2 separate regions of the Mus musculus genome follow, and region 1 is linked to region 2. The links are chromatin contacts, called in public Hi-C maps. All regions are on one chromosome and are shown on one strand. Each heading gives the region's core, a stretch centred on a gene start, on an enhancer-like site or on the middle of the called end of the contact. The rest is flanking DNA. Distances are from core to core; before and after follow the strand shown. Region 1 overlaps Nfia (nuclear factor I/A). Region 2 has its middle 82 kb from the start of Gm38709.

Region 1 (4,560 bases), core at 1,239-3,738, 300 kb before region 2:
AAATATGGAAACAAATTATTTTGTATACAAACACAAAATTGTTCTTGTTTAGAGAAAAGTCGTTTTTGTGTTGGTCGATTTTTTTTTAATGAAATATATAAATAGTTCAAAGTTGTTTCACCTTTGAATTTTATGTATGCTTCATTCTAGCTGAATATGATGGCTTTTCTCTAAACCATCTGATTCCGTGTGTATGCAGAAGCATTGTGCGACTTCGTGTGCTCAGAAACTAGCTTACAAATGGCAAGGGATGCACAGTCTAAGGCGCTTTCCATTCTTGCACCTATAGCTTTGATTCTGTGTATCCCACAAGGCATACTCTACTGGAGAGATTTGCCTGTGGAGTCAGTTTATCTTTACCTGCTTTAAGTGTGATGCACAGGAGCAAGTGTTAACTGCAGCGATTAAAAACAAATCACTGTTCTTTGCAATAAGACACATATCTTAAGAAATTCGGCACGAGAAAAGGTAAACTTGAATGTACAGCAAGCCATAAATAAGATGTACATGCTTCATAGAACCTATTCATTCATTGCTGAGGGGCAGGGACTGATGTGTGTCAGAACATCCACAGCAGAAAGCTTATTAGATGCCACGTACAGAAATGTACAGAAGCAGCTATGTTTTAGAGGACCATTAGCGGTCTGTGAGTTCTTTTAATTACAAAACAGTTTTGAATAAAGAAGTTTTTTTTTCTGAGTTTAAAATTTTCAGTTAACTCTGATATAGCATACAATATCTATGGTACTAAAAGTAGGTCTAAATATTAGGATATATAGCAACCGTAACCTGCTGTTTAAAATGAAACCGCAAAGGTTCACCTTAAAAGTTCTTAAGGACTTTACTCATCAAAGCAACCCACAGTTGGGTGTATATCTAGGGACTCTTGTTTGGTAAGTGCTGGAGGCACTGTCTCTTGGATAAAAGAACCGAAAAGCAAAAACTCTAGCAAATAAATAAAAAAATTCCCTTAAAGAGGTCTTGTCAAAACAGATCATAACATTTCTATTTTACTGGGCACCATTAAGATCGCATGTATCCCACAGACCATAACAAAGGAAATCCGGCCTCAGTGCACACGAGTGTGGGCTCAGTGCATGCAACAGCCAGAAAATCACAGCACAATGGAATGTGTAGTTTTCCAGCATCTCTCTTTGTCCCACCAATTACAGGCTGACACTTGCTCTAATACCAAACTCCAAAAGTCCATATTTTAGGAAAAGACTAATAAGCATCTCTGAAGGGAGTAAATATAAACATAGACCTTAATTCTGCCACCCCAAAGTGGATCTATCTTGATAACCAGTTTTGGGGCAGTGCGACCTCTGTTGTCACTTTCTGGGCAAACGAATTTGTGGGAATTAGATTTCATGTTTAATTTGTTCACCGCTGGGATCTCTATGCCTCAAAGTAGCTAGTGAATATCTGTGAATAGATAAGTGAACCTTTCAATCGAGGATGCTCAAATTGCTTCCTTCTGCTGAGGTCCCTTCTGGGTTCCAAGTGTTTAAATTAAGCATCTACTGGACATTCTATCCAGACATCTCTCAGGTAGCCTCAGATCCAATACAGCCAAAGTATTCATCTTTCTATGTTTTGGTGGCATCCTTACTCTGGCTTTATACAATTATCTAACCCCTTGTGTCCACACATTGATTCAGCTTCCAGTCTACACTGTTGCACTCTGCATGTTTCCCCATTCCTGTGATCAAGGTGAGGGCAAACCCAGTTCTCACCACTATGACAGAGAGTCTTCAAACCATCTCTTGTCTACTATCCATTTATTCATGTTGGTATCCTCAAGAATCCATTCTCTAATCTGAAGCAAGAACCCTCTCAATGTTGGGCAGATCTGACCATTCATTCTCTTAAGACATATTTACTGAGTGGCTAGCATGTGCCAGGTGCTGTAGTAGATCTGTGGTCCCTAATTTCAGAGAGTCTGCAGTTCAGCAATAGAGACAGCTAAAACCATTTAACATAGATTAATAGAAAAAAAAAAAGCATAGACAGTCTAAGTGACAGGAAGTGAACTCACAGCAAGAGCATCAGGGAGGATGGTGAGGGAAAATCTTTCCTAAGAGATGCTCTCTGAAACATATTGGGAAGACAACTGGGACAGAAAGCAGATGAGCTCGTTGGCAGACTAGCAAAGGCTTGGAGGTAGGAGGGTGGCAGGTGCAGAAGACGCCGAGATAACATCTGATGTATTCAGCGGCCTATCAGGAACCTTGTAGGAGTCCCACATGTGCAGCAGCAACTCCTCTGGTGGGCTTGTCATTCCTCATCTGTCCCTGAGGACCAAGCTCTCCTGACACCTCTACCAAAGTCCGCCCTAACTGACCTCACTTCTGGAAGGACTCCTTTCTCTGTTTGTAACACTGACCCGATGTACTGTGCATGGCTCTAACACAGTAGCTGGCACACAAGATGGTGAGCCCTCTTTGCTCATGTTGAGCATGCCTCCTTTTGAGCTGGCAGAGTCTGTTCTGTGTCACTGTTGCTCTGGCTCGAGGGAAGATACTTGGCAAGCATGAAGTACTCCAGAGAGACCCTGAGTGAGCAGAACGCAAAGCGGCCTCGTTTTTTTTGAATAAAAACAGTTACAGAACGTGTTTGTTTCTCAAATGTTTTGTAATAGGGTTGAAATAAACCAAGCCCTAGAAACTAAATCATCCAAAGAAAGTCAAGCCGTCCACATTTATCCCTTCCAAATTGAACAGAATCAGCACAGAAAAAAAAAATCAATGTGGCTTCTGCTGGAGGGGATATCGTCGGTCTCTCTGCTAAGAAATGCCTGTGTATGTGCTATGGTTTCCACTCTAGTCCACTGTCTGGGACAGCAACAAAAAGGAGAGTCAGAGAGTGGAATTATGCAATGGACACTGACACCTACCCCTAAGAAATCCAGTCTCAGACTTAAACAAGGATCGTGATGGCTGAGAACATCACTACGAAGATAATTCCACCTTCTATCAGCAGCCTCTGTCTCCGGGTGAAGCAGAAGGTGAGTGTGTGAATGAATGCCTCAAAGTTAGACCATGAAAACAAAGAGCACTGAATATTTCATGAGCTCTCATGGTAGCAGCTCCTCCCAGCATAACTGAATTATCAGACGGGTTTTATTTATAATCTGTCCCCGACAGACATATGATTGGGCAAATGCAGCGATCAGACAGGATGCCCCTAGAATGATGGAGGAAAGTGAGATGGTGGGCATAGTTATGACGCAACCCAAGAAGCTGAACCTCATGTCCTCACACACACTGAGTCAAGGAAATGACGATGGCTGCTTGGCTTTATTGGAAGATGAAGAAGGGGTAGAAACAAAACACAGAGTTAAGTGTTAGTGGTTCAAAATTCAGATGTTATTAACATTGGAGAGCTCTGTAAACTCTGGAACTGAGTAAGTTCAGTCAAACTGAGAAAGGCTTTGAGGTTTCTATTTTGAACAGGGCCTCTTAGAAACAACTGGAAAACACAGACTTCTGTAAAGTACAGATGCATGCAGCAGTATGCTGTTAAGTGATCTGACTCAAAGTCCTGAGCTGAGTTCAGAACTGTATAGGAGACTTGAATAGAGCAGGTCTCTTTCCTTTTTATATTTTATGACTAAAGAGTTCCTGTACCCTTGTTCAGTGACTTCACAAGTACAGCATCGGTTTCATAGACCCGGGAGTCAGCCATTCTCGGTGTAAGGGGAGGGGCCTTTCTGGAGAGGCTGAATGTAAAGAGAAATTCTTTGATGGCTTCTTAGAAGCAGTGGTTCTTTTACCTCAAAGATGTTAGCAATGATTTCAGAAAATACCTTTCTCTGGAAACCAAATCTTATCTTACAAGAGGACTGAACATCTACCTACCTTTGAATGTTAAGGCAGGGCAAGAAAAGCTAGATATGCTGGGATGTGGCAACCTTGCTGAACTGCCCAGTGGATGGGGAAGAGAGCCAGAGACATGTCATTTTTGAGGGCTGGCCATCAGAGGAAGCTGACTGTCTCCACACAGGGAAGTCTGTATCGGAGGATACAGTCGAGACTGCATATGAGACTAGGTGTTTCTCAAGTTCAGATACCAAGGCCCTCCCTGTCCTGAATCATTAGGTCTCGTCTGGTTATGGATGTAAGTTGACTGCGCACTTCATTGACATCATCTCTGAACTCTATCAATAATCCAGAATGTCATTGTTGTAGCTTACGAACTTGGATCGTCAGAAGGCCCAGCACAACTCCCTTCTATCTATGCCCTATTTGTTCAATGACTTAGATAGCCTTACTTAGTGGGCTTCTATTGCCGCATGTAAATTACTATATTATTACTGACATAGTAATAGCTGTTTCTGTACTCAATTTGGGTATCTCAGAAAACAGGTCTTTATGGAGTTAAATGGAGGTGTTTACTTCTATGGCTTCAAGTAAGGCCAGATTTTAACCTTAGCATAATTTATATTATGACATATTTCATATGGCAAGTTGTTTGATAACTAAATTATTTGCCATTTATTGGAGAAATTTGTGATATTTCTGATTTCTGGAATAATTCCTTGTATTAAAAATATGAAGA
Region 2 (4,516 bases), core at 423-2,922:
TCAATGGAGCAGTCAGGGAAAGTGAAGCCTGAGTGAGGAGCTGGAGAGAAGCCAGTCCTTCTGAGGGAAAGACTCAGAGCAAACATGTTCAGTGGGGGTGAGGAGGCAACAGGAAGTTTGGACCAGAGAAGCTGTGGGAGGGAGTGTGCACCAGAATTTGCAACATTTGACAGGCATTTCGGAGTCATGATTTTGACCAGTGGTCAGCAGGGAGCCATTAGGTCTTTTTGCTCAGAATCCTCATGTGACATGCTCATAGGACTATGCCTAGTGGCTAGACATAGGCTGTCAAGTAGAAGAGTAACCCGTGGGAAGACCTTCATCCCAGACACCCAGGTGGTCCATGCTGTGGGGTTGGTCCCGGGTGGGAGGCTAGAGGCACATGGTTTTAGCATAAGTGGAAGGCCCAGTCAGAATGATTTGTTCAAAGTGATCACTGTTTAATGGAACAATGTTAACTCCCTTAACCATAGTGTCTCTTTTTATGACTTAATGTTACACTTATTTATTATGCACGTGTGTGGGAGGGGTGGCTGTGAATGTGGTATGTGTATGTGTGTGTATGTCAGAGTACAACTTTCTTACAAGCTCAGATGTGGAGAGAGACCTGCTTTCAATTAGATTTATCCCCCGCCCCCCCAAAAAAACGTGTGGGAGTGACTTCTCTCCATGTACCACATGTTTTCTAGAGATGGAACCCAGGTTGTCAGACTTGGCGGCAAGCACTTCAGCTGGCTGAGCCATCTCACTAACCCACTTTCAATGACTTTTATAACAATTTAGTGGCTTCCCTCCCAAGGACCTTCAGTTGTTTTGTACGAAATACTGGCAGCCCTGATCCCGACACTGGGATCGTACAGTGGAGTGATTGACTGAGCTGGGATACAGCATAACCCAGTCCCTCCATCTCATTTTCAGTTCTTCTTTCCTACTGAGCTTGGGATCCGAGTGTTCACTGAACTATTACCATCCTGAATGACGTCACTCATACGCATCTAAAATGTCATTCAAAAAGATGAGGGTTCTCAGCACAAGGGGGTGGGGTGGGGTGGGCGGACCTCCTGTCTCCTCTGAGACTCCCCAGCTTCACCTTCTCCAGGTCTCCCCTCGATCTAACACTGTGATACTGGACTGAATTCAATCATTTCTCATACCCCCATTACTGTCTGACCAAGATTTATGAGTAGGTAACTGTCTGTAGTAAGGCCATAGAGTATCTTTTGTGTTAGGGGCTAACCTTCTTGGTGACATTTAGAATTAAAGGGAAAGTATAAAAAAGTGTAATTTCTGTAGTACCAAACCAGGTAACATGACCGAGCCTGGCTAACAGTCCCGAGCCTCGGGTTTCCCCAGTGAGGACACTGGAAGCTTGGCACAAAGGACAAGTAATCTCAAAGGTTTGGTTCACAAATTAATTTTTTAAGGTGTCACATCCCTCTGTTGCCTCTGGGTGCCTTCTGAGTGACGTTTTCCAAACAGGAGTATGACAACAGCTCACACCTCTGAGGCCTTTATTGAATTATTTTTACACACCATTTAAAAACACTTTTTTCCCCCTTTGAGTAAATCTAATTGAAAGCAGACCTCTCCCCTCATCCGAGCGTGCAAACCGGAGATCACTGTGGGTGAGAGAATGAAATCATGGAAACTTTCCCATTTTAGTGGTGAGGTTTGGTCCCGCTCTTCCAGGGAGCACAGAGCACATGCTAACAGCCGTTCCTCACATGCACACAATAGGCAGAGACAATGCAGAGAAAGCATTGGCCAAACCTGAGCATGCAGCTTCTAGGCTGCCTGAGACATCCAGGAGGCACTTGTAGCTCTCCGTTGGGGACATCTAACACTGTGTCCCTGAGTCATCAGTCCACTTCCTAAAGCATCAGGGCTGCTGGCATGGGTCCCATGAAGTGAATCATAAAATAAGAAAGTCTAATAAATGTGAAAACATGACTTCCCTCAGCACAGGCAGCCTTGGCTTAGAAGTCAACACAGATTTATTGTACCAGACACTGTACTTGGTCCTTTAAAGAAGTCTGTAAAATGCTAAGGACTTCAGGGACTGGAATGTCTCTCTCCAGAAAGGCCAGAGTTGAGTTCTACTCAGAGAGCTGGCTTGGGTCTGGGCTTGGGTATTGATGAGACTGGCTTTGTAGCAAGAGAAACCAAACCAAGTTAAGTCATTGTGTTTAGAGGTAGACATTCAAGATCAATGACAGCCATGGAAACTGGAGCCTTATTATGCCAGGGCTCTATTTCCATTTTCTATTGGTATATTCAGAATGCCCTGGTCACCGGAAGAGGTCTCACTGTTGTTTATGAGCCCACCCAACAAGCACTGTAACGTCTCAGGAAGTATATTTTACTTGCACCAACTATTTGAATGCTGCCTTGGGAATGTGTTTATTCCAATCTGAACAGTTTCCTCAAGTCTCGTTGGCCTTCTCTCTACAATTTTAAAACGGCCCAATGTGGGCACACACTTGCATTGCACAGCAGGGATAACTATGGGTTTCTCTTGAGTTATCACTGCGGTATATTTCTAAAGTAAAGCTGACTATAGTGAGAGAAAGCAGTGTTAAGAGCCTGCACATTAAATGCCCCTCAGTGGTCCATGTATTAAAGACTTGTTCCTCCAGTGTGGCACTGAACTTGTTCCTCCAGTGTGGCACTGAACTTGTTCCTCCAGTGTGGCACTGAACTTGTTCCTCCAGTGTGGCACTGAACTTGTTCCTCCAGTGTGGCACTGCTTTGAGGCAGTGTAACTTTAAGAGGTTGAGTTTATGGGGAGATCCATAGGGCACTGGAAATGTCCCTTTAAATGGGGTACATCATCCCCTTCTATATCTTTACTTCTTTACCATGAGGTGGGCAGCTCCCAATGTGCTGTGCTGTACTTCTATAGACAAAAACAATGGGACCAATTATACACAGAAACCCCCAAAGCTATGATGTAAAGCATACCTCTTGTGTTTCTGAGTTGGTTATCTCTGGTTTTTTTTTTTTTTTTTTTGTTACAGTGATAAAACACCAACTGTGGGGGCCTTTGGGAGCAATTATCATTATATTCATTAATAAATATAAGTGGCATACTTCTCACAGATATGCACCGAATCATCCAAACCATCTCCACATGTTCCTGACCTCATCTCTCTCTCTCTCTTTTTTAATTATCAAGACTTGGTTGGCTTCCCTTCAGTTCTCCTGGGCTTCATCTTTGTGGAGTCTGCTTCTTGCCCTTTGGTCTAGTGTCAAGATGCTATTTCTTAAGCGTCTGGCTTTGAGTGCATTGAAAATGTTGGCTTGGTCCTCCCTTACCATTCCAGATGGCTTTAAGCAAGCTCTCAGCTCACATCTGGCTTCTTGAATCACCACCTGGAGCTTCTACTGTGGCTTGCTTGGTATCCTTGTGACCCTGTGTCCCAGCAATTCTCACCCAGTCATGCGCTGGAGTGTGCTGCAACTGTTTGAGCTCAGCTGCTTAAAGGGGACAAGAACATTGTGAGGCTGTCGTTAAAATCTGAGTTTTATCACTTGCGATTAAATAAAATGCCTCATCACCAGGGTTAATATCAGCTTAAAACTCTTCTCCTCCCAATACTCTTGACAGCGGTATCTCTAGAGTTGTGTTATAGATATCACTATAGTGTTATAGTGTGTCTAGATATCACTTCCTAGTTTATCCTGTGACATCACGCAGCCATTTGAAACCAAACAAGCAGGGTCAGTTATAGCACAGAGCAATGGGGGGAGGTGGGGTACAAACTCAGGCTTTGGGCCTAGGACCATTAAGCATGCTACCAAGGGCAGCACTTCCACTGTGGCACACCACAGCCGCTCAGACTTCTGACAAACATATGGTTTGCAGTTGTTCCCTCAGTTTGGTTGGGTATGGGACCATCGTGAGTTACAGGTGGAGGATCACTATCAATTCTTCTTTTGTGCCAATTCTTCCTTTCTCCATGCTGCCTCACCTCTAGTCTATTTGGAGGATGAAGATGAGGACATAGGTTTACAAAAAAAGATGGCTCAATTTGGTGACATCTCTGATCTCACAGTGTGTCAGCAAGGCACTGATTCCAAGTAGGGGTGTATTCCTCATGGCACAGAGATGTGGCTTGGACGATGTGTCTTGTTCTGTGCAGAACCTGTCAGCGGTGATCATCTTTTCAAAATGGAGTGGGTTTCTCTGTGTGAATGTGAGTCTGAGTGTGAGTGTGAGCATTCATGCGTGTAGGGTCACCCAGGATTGAAGATCAGAGGCTCACATTGGGGGTGGCAGAAGGGAAAAGATGACAGAGTAGAGAATAGCTGCTTACAAATCTCTAAACAATACCAAACAAGCCTAAAAGTTAGATGCTTGGTAGGCAGACTTCTCATGCCAATGCTTACATCCGAAGCTTTTGCCTGGTGCCAGCACTGGTATGTCTAATGGTCAGTATCAATTGGTATCACTGGGAACCGTCAAGGAGCCTGGGAAATAATAAATAGCCCTGGGCTTGGCACATTCATAAAGTTC

The links. A called contact is a pair of places that touch in the nucleus more often than the background predicts.
Region 1: a Hi-C map of uterus shows a contact between it and region 2, with 2.9 times the contacts expected there. The contact joins two enhancer-like sites. A contact is called at or near these places in 1 of 484 Hi-C or Micro-C datasets (uterus) and 1 of 9 other capture datasets (pancreatic islet).

The regions. Positions count from the first base shown.
Region 1 is chr4:97,995,234-97,999,793 of GRCm38.p6, reverse strand. All of the region lies in intron 3 of Nfia (nuclear factor I/A), which reads right to left. Among named protein-coding and RNA genes, the nearest start is that of Gm34218, 26 kb to the left of the region's middle. Within about 2 kb of position 2,488, at least 45 of the 459 cell types and tissues checked have an H3K27ac peak or open chromatin away from gene starts, as enhancers often do. A contact at or near this core is called in uterus, where this site is marked.
Region 2 is chr4:97,692,982-97,697,497 of GRCm38.p6, reverse strand. It overlaps a transcript of Nfia not described here. Among named protein-coding and RNA genes, the nearest start is that of Gm38709, 82 kb to the left of the region's middle. Within about 2 kb of position 1,672, at least 36 of the 459 cell types and tissues checked have an H3K27ac peak or open chromatin away from gene starts, as enhancers often do. A contact at or near this core is called in uterus, where this site is marked.